Regions from separate parts of the Mus musculus genome. Here region 2 is linked to region 1. A link is a contact called in public Micro-C data. All regions are on one chromosome and are shown on one strand. The core of a region is the stretch at or near the end of the contact, and the rest is flanking DNA. Distances in the headings are between cores, read along the strand shown. Region 1 overlaps Itga11 (integrin alpha 11). Region 2 holds the start of Cln6 (ceroid-lipofuscinosis, neuronal 6).

Evidence for each region. Hi-C and Micro-C count contacts between places; a contact is called where the count stands out from the background.
Region 2: a Micro-C map of the G1E-ER4 cell line shows a contact between it and region 1, with 2.8 times the contacts expected there. The contact joins the promoter of Cln6 here to the enhancer-like site in region 1. A contact is called at or near these places in 3 of 39 promoter capture datasets (embryonic stem cells, macrophages and stem cell-derived epiblast-like cells), 2 of 15 datasets of contacts at CTCF or cohesin (the G1E-ER4 cell line and embryonic stem cells), 40 of 484 Hi-C or Micro-C datasets (the Ba/F3 cell line, the G1E-ER4 cell line, differentiating embryonic stem cells and 5 more), 4 of 115 datasets of contacts at active chromatin or transcription factors (embryonic stem cells, extraembryonic endoderm stem cells and trophoblast stem cells) and 4 of 9 other capture datasets (adipose tissue, embryonic stem cells, liver and 1 more).

What each region holds. Positions count from the first base shown.
Region 1 is chr9:62,779,967-62,784,596 of GRCm38.p6, forward strand. It overlaps Itga11 (integrin alpha 11), which reads left to right. Exons shown (of 30, transcript NM_176922.5): 29 at 1,970-2,083; 30 at 2,662-4,013. The coding sequence ends at 2,733. Among named protein-coding and RNA genes, the nearest start is that of Fem1b, 29 kb to the right of the region's middle. Within about 2 kb of position 2,210, at least 87 of the 459 cell types and tissues checked have an H3K27ac peak or open chromatin away from gene starts, as enhancers often do. A contact at or near this core is called in the G1E-ER4 cell line, differentiating embryonic stem cells and pancreatic islet, where this site is marked.
Region 2 is chr9:62,835,711-62,840,252 of GRCm38.p6, forward strand. Cln6 (ceroid-lipofuscinosis, neuronal 6) reads left to right here and starts at 3,075. Exons shown (of 7, transcript NM_001033175.3): 1 at 3,075-3,244. The coding sequence starts at 3,171.

The DNA of each region.
Region 1 (4,630 bases), core at 960-3,459:
AAGTTAGAAGAGGGTATCAGATGCCCTGGAGCTGGAGATACAAGTGCCTATGACCTGCCCAAAGCGGGTCCTAGGCAGTACGCACACCATCTCTCCAGCCTCCTGTCTCCTTTTCTTTCTCTCTCTCCTCTCTCCTCACCCCTCTATCCTCTACCCTCTCCTCTTTCTCTCTCTCATCTCTCTCTCATCTCTCTCTCATCTCTCTCTCATCTCTCTCTCTCTCTCTCTCTCTCTCTCATCTCTCTCTCTCTCCCTTTCTTTCTGAATCAGGTTTTTTTGTAGTCCTAGCTGTCTTGGAATTCACTATATTTTGTTTTGTTTTTGTTTTGTTTTTGAGTCAGTTTCTTTGTAGTCCTGGCTATCCTGGAATTCACTATGTAAACACCACACTGGCCTAGAGCCCACAGATGTACCTGCCTCTACTCCCAAGTGCTGGGGTTAAAGTCATGTACCACTGTGCCCATTTTTTTTCTTCACCTAAGTTTAAAAGCAAGTCGAGGGCTTGGTGTACAGCTCTGGTGGGGGAACGCTTGTCTGGCATACACAAACCCTTGAGTTCAACCCCAGAACCATAGAAATCAAGAGTGTAGATGTCACCCTCTTGTGAAGTGGAGACAGAAGGGTCGGGAATTCGAGGGCTAGGGCTAGGTAGGGCTAGGAAAATGCCTCAGGTGTTTGCCTCACAAGCATGAAGGCTGGGTTCAGTTCCTATAGAGAGCAGCTGCTCATGGTGGTGCACACAGGTAAACCCACAGCTGGGCTTCAGAGATGGGAGACTCCTGGCACTTGCTAGCCTGGGGCTTGCTAGCCAGGCAGTCTAACCACATCAGCCAGCTCCAGGATCAGTGAGAGGCCCGGTCTCAAACACTGTTCTGGTGGAGAGTGACTGAGGAAGACATGTGATGTCAACCTCTGCCCACTACATGCACACACACGTGTGAGCACTTACACCCTGCAATAAAAACTAATGTTTAGGGAGCTGGAGAGATGGCTCAGCGGTTAAGAGCACTGACTGCTCTTCCAAAGGTTCTGAGCTCAATTCCCAGCAACCACATGGTGGCTCACAACCTTCTGCAGTGGGACTTGATGCTCTCTTCTGGTGTGTCTGAAGACAGTGTAAACATTCATAAATATATCTTTAAAAAACAAACAAACTAATGTTTAAAAAACAGTTCAACAGCCGGGCGTGGTGGCGCACGCCTTTCATCCCAGCACTCGGGAGACAGAGGCAGGCGGATTTCTGAGTTCGAGGCCAGCCTGGTCTACAGAGTGAGTTCCAGGACAGCCAGGGCTACATAGAGAAACCTTGTCTTGAAAAACCAAAAAAAAAAAAAAACAACCAACCAACCAAAAATACCAGTTCAACAATAACATGTAAAGAAAGGGAGTTCGTTACATCAAAAGAGAGCAAGGTGGGGTCAGAGAAGGGAGTAGAGGAAGGAGGGGGCAATGCAATTTTAATCTTAAAAATTAAATAAGTAAATATATTTATATTTTAAAAGGTAGTTCATGGTCATCATCGGCTACATAGCAAGTATAAGGTCAGTTGACCCTAACCCCCACTCCCATAAAAAGGAAAGGAAGGAAAATTACAATTGCAACGGCTTCCCAGGGCTCCTGGGCACAACCCTAAGTTCCCCAAGTGACCCTGGGGCTCAGAAACCACACCTGCACAGACCAACACGAGGACATTGGTAGAAATAAGGACCAGCCAGGAGGGCTGTCAAAGAGTGGCAGTCATGGAGAATCAGGGGGAGCAGACAGCTAATGCCGAAGAGAGCACGGCTCATGGAGCCCATTACCCTCCTCCCGTTCACGCAGTTAGAGGTCAGCTGGGCAGAACTAGCTGTTGTGAGACCTGTCCCTCCTCACATCTCCCAAAGGGACAGGTGCAGCTCTACACTGCAGATGTGCCACCCTCTGCCCTGGGCAGTTGTGACAATATTGCCCTGGCCCCCTCTACTTGCAGGTCACATTTGAGATCTCCAAGCAAGAAGACTGGCAGGTCCCCATCTGGATCATCGTGGGCAGCACTCTGGGGGGCCTCTTGCTGCTGGCCCTGCTGGTCCTGGCACTGTGGAAGGTGAGGCTCCCGTAGGTAGGGACAGGAACAGTATCCCTGTCTGACCTCAAAGTTCTAGGCCTGTGCTTATGTTCCATTCTCCTGTCCCTGAGATCTGGCACTGCAGACTCCTTCAAGTGCTTGCCTGTTGCCATGACACCAAATGCCTTCCACAGCAGGCAAGACTAGTCATGCCTGCAAAGGCCAAACTATGGTTCCAAGCCTGTAGGGTTCCTCCTACCAGATTTTTTTTTTTTTAAAAAAAAGGTCTAAGCAATAAAACTGCACAAAATCTCCTTCAGCTCTGACCCTCTGTTTAAGAACTCGGGGCTCAATCTCCACCTGCTACAGATAAAGTGAGGGAGGCCCAAATTGGGATATTAACTAGGGCTGGGTGATCCAGCTTGACTTCTTGTCCCCTGGCCCAGGACTTCAGTTCACATACTGAATAAGGGAGTAAAGGTACTGAGGGTGAGCTGGGGGTATTTAGGGAAGCCCTCTTAGGGAGAAAATCTGAGGGGCTAACAGAGGAACAACAGATGACACCAATGTCGCCCAGCCTGTCCACCCCTCACATATTCCACTTTGCCTCCCCACAGCTCGGTTTTTTTAAAAGTGCCAAGCGCAAGAGGGAACCTGGCCTAGGCCCCATCCCCAAAGAGCTCAAGTGAGGATCCAGAGGAAGCTTCAAGTTGTTGGGGGCCCGACACCAGTCCGGGGGTGTGCAGGCCCGGGCTATGGCCTCAGAGCTGGAGCAAAGAGGACACCCATGGACTTTACATTGAGTTCATCTCTGGAGCAATGGCAACTGATCGCTGTGGGATGGACCTCCAGCCCGTGTTCGGAGTGACTTCTCTACTAGAGGCCAAGACCTCCAGTACAGATCCCTAAGGACTAAAAGGGACCCTCCAAGACCCACCGGTGGCCTTCCCCCAAGGCTCTGTGGAGGGAATCTGCTGCCCCAAACACTAAGGTGCTAGGGTTTTGTTGTCTTGCCCACCTCTGAAGAAACTCAAGGGGAAGCTAGCAAATACGAGCCCACTGTGCACGCCCTATCTGGACCTATAGCTTCAGGACTCCATGGCCCGGGAGCATAACCTCCGCCGCACCCCTTACCCTTGCTCTTGGTTCCCAAACCACAGCCATCCCTTCTCCACAGATAGACCCCAAAGATCTCTATGAGTGACCCAGAGTTGTGTGGCTTGATATGCCAGCTGCAGGCCAGTGATGGAAACACATCCAGGGACTGTGCCAAATGAACTGGAGGGAATCAGGATGCTGGGTACCTTCCAAACATCAGAAAGCAGCAGGGCTCTCCAGCAGTAACCACCACCCACTCAATCCTGCTCTCCAGCCTCCCCCGCAGCTCCTCTCAGCCGCTTTGGTTGCTAGGCAACTCGTGCTAGGGAGCCTGAGGAGGATGATAAAAATCCGTGGCTCTCCGTACCCTCTTGTCTGACAACTGCAGCTTGTCCCTGGTAGATGCACTGTGATAGGGAGCCTCTGTTTCTTACATCAGCACCTACACACACACACACACACACACACACACACACACACACACACACACACACGCACGCACCTCCCAACCATCAGCGTGTGGGAGAAGGGCTCCTGTAGGGGGCGCTGTGGGGGGCCTTCTAGGCATGCACTGAACAAAGCCCATGCAAGGCCCCTGGGAACCTTAAACCTCAGAGGCAGATAGGCATCTCGCCGGCCAGCTCTGGGATAAGCCCCAAGGACAAGGGGCATGCCGGATGCCCAGCAGAGTAATTTATGCCTTAACCTTTTGTTGAGATGGAAATGGACACATCAGTGTCCCCTGTCATCTGTTTCATCTGAACAATGTCATCTGTTCCCCTATGCGGTACGACCTTTACTGTCAGAAATATATTTAAGAAAATGTTCTAAACGGTATTTAAAAACAACCAACAACAGACATTCCACTCTGTGACAGAGCAAGGCTGCATTCTGTTTTAAAGAAGAAAGGGAGGAGGGTGTCTGCTCGGATCTAAATGTCGCGGGGACAGTCTTGTCCATTATACAGCCAGTCCTCTCCCAAGGTCTACCTGGCCTCTCTTGCGGTGACATCTCTGCATCTAGGTAGTGGGCACTGCTCACCCCACCATTGCCACCCACCCCATCTTTGGCCAGGGGCTGCCCCCACTCAGGTTCCCCGACCCTCCAGGCTGGGCCTTCAGTGCTGACCCACACACTGACTTAGGCCATTCTCGAAACAAAGCATCTCCATTCTATGCTCCTACTGGTAATTCACTTTTTCACAGCCTAACAAATAATTTAGAAAGTATTTGGGTTTTTTTTTTTTTTAACTTGTCTGTGTGTGTGTGTGTGTGTGTGTGTGTGTGTGTGTGTGTGTGTGTGTGAGCATGCATGTAGGCATGTGCACGTAGGTGCACAAGGTGGCCAGAAGAGGGCAGTGCAATCATTTTCCACAGCAAAATCAAGACTCAAACCAGGAATTTCATCTCCCCAGCTTCAGAAGGGCTAAATTGAAGGTCAAAGGTAAACCAAGTGAAGCTAAGCCCTGAGCTCAGAAGCCCACTTCCC
Region 2 (4,542 bases), core at 1,825-4,324, 57 kb after region 1:
AGGGCTGTGCTGCTCATCCAGGGAAGCCCCCCCCCCCCCCAGCCTGGACTCCTCTCCCCTTGGCAGCAGCTGGTCTTTCAGGCAGAAGGCAGATTTGTTGGTATTTAAGTAATTGGAGGATTAAATGGGTCACAGGCTCCCCCCTCGATATGCCCACCCAAGGGTTATTAACTTCATGATCACATCTGGGTACCTCAGCCCCTCCCTTTGCAGCCCAGCAGCACTGCAAAGCCACAGAGAGGGGAAGAGATTGGGGTCAGAGTGGGGAAGCCACAGCAGCACCAATCTGCAGACCAGATTCCTGGGAATTAAGCCGAGGACCTGGTTTGGATGCTGTCACTGGCTGACCTTGAACATATTACTTCAGCTCAGGATGTTGGTGTTGTTTGTTCCCAAATCAGGACATCACCTGTTCTGGTTATGACATAGGCAAGATAAAAGAGATAAAAGAAAAAGAGCCATGGAAGGAGGGCTGGGCTAGAGGTGGCTGCCTTCTGAGAGTCTTGAAACTGGGCAAAGTTCAATAGCACTTGGGGAGGAGACAAAGACATCAAAAGTTTAAGGACGGGGCTGGAGAGATGACTCAGAGGTTGAGAGAGAGCACTGACTGCTCTTCCAGAGGTCCCGAGTTCAATTCCCATCTGTAATAAAATCTGGTGCCCTCTTCTGGCATGCAGGCATATATGCAGACAGAATACTATACATAATAAATAAACACTTAAAAAGTTTAAGGTCATCCTTAGCTATATAGTAAGTTTGAGGCTATACTGGTTTACATGGATGCTATTTAAAAAAAAAAAAAGGAAGGAAATAAGATAAAGAAAAATTTTTAAAAAATGCATGGAAACAAATGTAGCATTTGGTAGTTACCACAGCAACAATCTAGTTGTGGCCTCTGGGCTGAAGAGAATGATTTTGAGGCAGAGAGCCCCAGCCTCTCATGGTCAAGCAGTCCATGCAGGTCTGACCAAAGTAAGGAAGAATAACTTTCATTAAAAAAAAAAAAAATTCAGAGTTCAATGCCCCTGTACCATAAAAGGGGACCTCAGAACAGGCTGATATACATAACCAGTCTGGGAGTTGGCTGATATAGATAACAAAGCTCAGTTGGTAGAGTGGTACTGTACAAGCATGAAGACCCCAGTTTGGATCCCCAGGTGTATGCAGCACATTTGTAATCCACAGAGACAGGTGGATCTCTGATGCACACTGACCAGCCAGTCTAGCCAAATTGATAAGCTCCAGGCCCAGTGAGATCCCTGTCTCCAAAGACAAGAGAAACAACCAAGACAGACACCCAGTGAAGACCTCTGGCTTCCACATGCACCTGCCTGTACATGTGCACAATCTCCAAGATCACACAATCACCACACACGAGTGCACACACACACCACACCACGCATACACATGTACAAGTGCATGAACGCATACATGCTCTCCAACAAAACCAGCCCAACAGAGCCAGATAGTCTGCAAGAGGCTCATGCATTTCTCAAAGCTATAGATGAAATAGCTCACCCTTTGTTACAGATGAGTAAACTGAGTCTGGGAGAGGCCGAGCAATTTATCTGACCTCTGTGACACTGGTCCCCAGACAGTGTGCCTTGCAGATACTTCTCATGTTTGGCTTCTGTTCTCTTTTCTCATTGGGACATTGTCTCCTTGGGTTCTGGATGCCATCTATGTTCCTGCGGCTCAATCTATCTGCCAGGCTCCTACCGACCGACATGGCGTCTGAGCTTCACACCCATGGGTCCAACAGCATCCTGACCCAACCAAAGCTTCGTGGGTCCAAAGATGACGTCTCATTTACCTGTGCTTGCTCCACCCACTTAGATGCAGCGCCTGGTCACATCTAAACTCCTCTCCCCTTACAGCCATGCATCCGAAGAAGATAGCTCCCACACCACTGGGCATGTCTCACCCCCAACCCCCCTTTACTGATACAGTCCAGGACCCTCATTAGAACTTGGTACCCGACAGGCTGCACCTCCTCCATCTCTGGTTCTGCCTCTGGGCTGTGCCTGAAATGCACACATATGCCAGTCTCTTGCCAGGGCCCTTCCTGAGGTTCTCAGGGATTGGGGGCTCCAATCTAAACCCCTCTCTCCCCCATCTCAGCCAGTCTCTCACTCCCCTGAGCAGCGTGGTTCTCACACAACTTTCCACTCCTCCATACCAGCTAGTCTCTGGACAGGGTGTGGGAGGAGGAGGGGTGGGTGTGTGGGGAATTCTGGCCGTTCCCTCTGCCTGGAGCTCTTTCCTGTCTCCAGTTCATACTTCTCTGTCAGCTATCCTTCCTGTGATGCCTGTTTGGCCTTACTGCCTCTATGGCTACACAACCCTCAGAACTTCCTCCACCATTACCAGAAGCTACGAACAGAAGCGCTTCTGAACAGGGCTCATAGGTTCCTGCACAGAACTTACGAGGTTCTTAACACAATTGAATGAGGAAGGGGTGTGTGTCTTTCCCCAACGCCAGGACTGGATTCTGGACCACCTCGTTGTCCTCCAACTAGGAGAGAATTCACTATTCTCTTCACCTATCAAAGCACAGTGGATAGTTTATCGAGCAGTCTTTAATCTGAGGAAGGAGGGCTCAAAGACCCCGGGTCTTCTGATGACCTCACAGCTTGGTCATTCCAGGTCCCCGGTTCACCTTCGTCCAGTACCCTCAAGCCCGGCTAGGCAAGGCTTCCTTCCTGCAGAAATGCAGAGAACCCAGGAAAAAAACAAAAGCAAGCAAACAAACAAACAAACAAGACGCCAGGCTTCCCCACTGGAGTGCAGATTCAACTAAGACCCAAGACCTCTGGGACATAAGTTAGGCCCCTCCTTCTCAAACAAAACACGCCCTCCAGCTGTCTCCCTCCACCTCCGCTCTCTCATTCCTCCTCCCTCCTCCCCACACTCCATCCTCCTCTCCGGTCTTGCCCCAAGCCCCTCCCTATCCTCCTCCCTTCACCAGTTCTCCCCCTGCTCTTTCCTCCAGCTTCTCTCCTCCCTCCTCCCCTCCAGCCTCCAGCTCCTCCCCTCCCCTCCCGCCCGCCCTGGGGCCCCGCGCTCGCTTCCCTCTCTCCCGCCCAGCCTTCCCCGCGTTGGGCGCCGAGGCTCCGCGCGGCCCGCGCAGCCGTCTCTCCTCCCGGAAGGCGAGGCCGAGCGTGGCGGCCATGGAGGCGGCGACGCGGAGGCGGCAGCTCCTCGGAGCGGCGGGCGGCCCCGGTGTCGCGTTCGTGCAGGCCAGGTGCGCGCGGAGCGGGGACAGGGAGGCCGCGAGGGGCCCCAGAGTTTGAGAGACCTCGCCAGGGTTAAGGAAACCGCAGGGATAGGCTACTCGGGGGCCACCCCGGCCAGCCTGGCTGAGTCCCTGTGCCACTTCCAAGTTTTTAGGAACCTCCTGCTCTGGGCAAGACTGTGACTCTGCTCTGAATCCGGTGGCTCAGGGCCCAGGGAAAGTGGGCCGTTAACCGGGGACAGCGTGACTCTCCCATCCTGAATGAGAGACCCCTTCCCTCAGAGGGGAGATGTTTGGGGTTTATCTGGCTCGACAGGGCAGAGCCAGAGGCGCAAAACCCGCCCTTTCATCTTTTCCTCCAGTCTGCCTCCATCCGCTCCACTGACCAAAGCATTCCCGCCTGTCACATGTATTGATTAAACACCTGTCATGTGCCTAGCGTTGTGCCAGATGGCAAACAGGAAAGTCTGAGCCAAAGCAGGTGACAGCTAATTCTGGAGGGCTTTCTGGAGTTGAACAGTACAAGACTCTGCAGAGGACAGACACTTACTGCCGGGCATGGTGGCAATGCTTTTAACCCCATCACTCAGGAGGCAGAGGCAGGTTTCTAGGGGGATGTAATCCAGTTGGTAGTGACTGCATAGCATGCAGGAAGTCGTGGTTCTTCCCAGGCCACAGAAACTGGACATGGTAGACAGTGGAAGGATGTGAGGAAACACAAGGACTATACATACTAGTGTTGGACATGTCACACGTGTAAGAGAAAATCAACGACAGGGGCTGGACCAACTTTAAAGTGCCCTGAATGTCCCAGAGTTGGCCGAGAAGGCCCTAGAGTCTGAAGTTGGAGGAGGCACCTACTCTGGGTGGGGAGGCTGTTCACTTTGAGCAGGAAAGACCCCTTACCTTCCTCACCTGAGTGACCTGGTAAAAATGTATATTCCATATGCCACAGGTACCAAAGAGCCGTGGAGAGATTTGAGCACTCATGTGCACCAGGTGAATTTTAGGAAGTCCCTGGCACTGTTTGGAATGGTGGGGGAAGTTCTGGGAGACTGGGTTGAGGGCAGCCTTTTCATAGTTCCGACTGGGGAGCAATTCTCTGAGCATGTGCTGTGCTGCCTCTGGTAACATTTCTACCTGGTGGTCATCCTATGAGCTCTCCGTGGCGTAGTCACAGGGTAGCCATCTTAGTTTGTATATACACGTCATCAGGGCAGATTTGCCCTTAGGCACATTATTGAGCAGCTTCTTGTCACTTGAGGGTCCCTATACTCTAAGTATTAGGTCATCATCTCTGACTGATA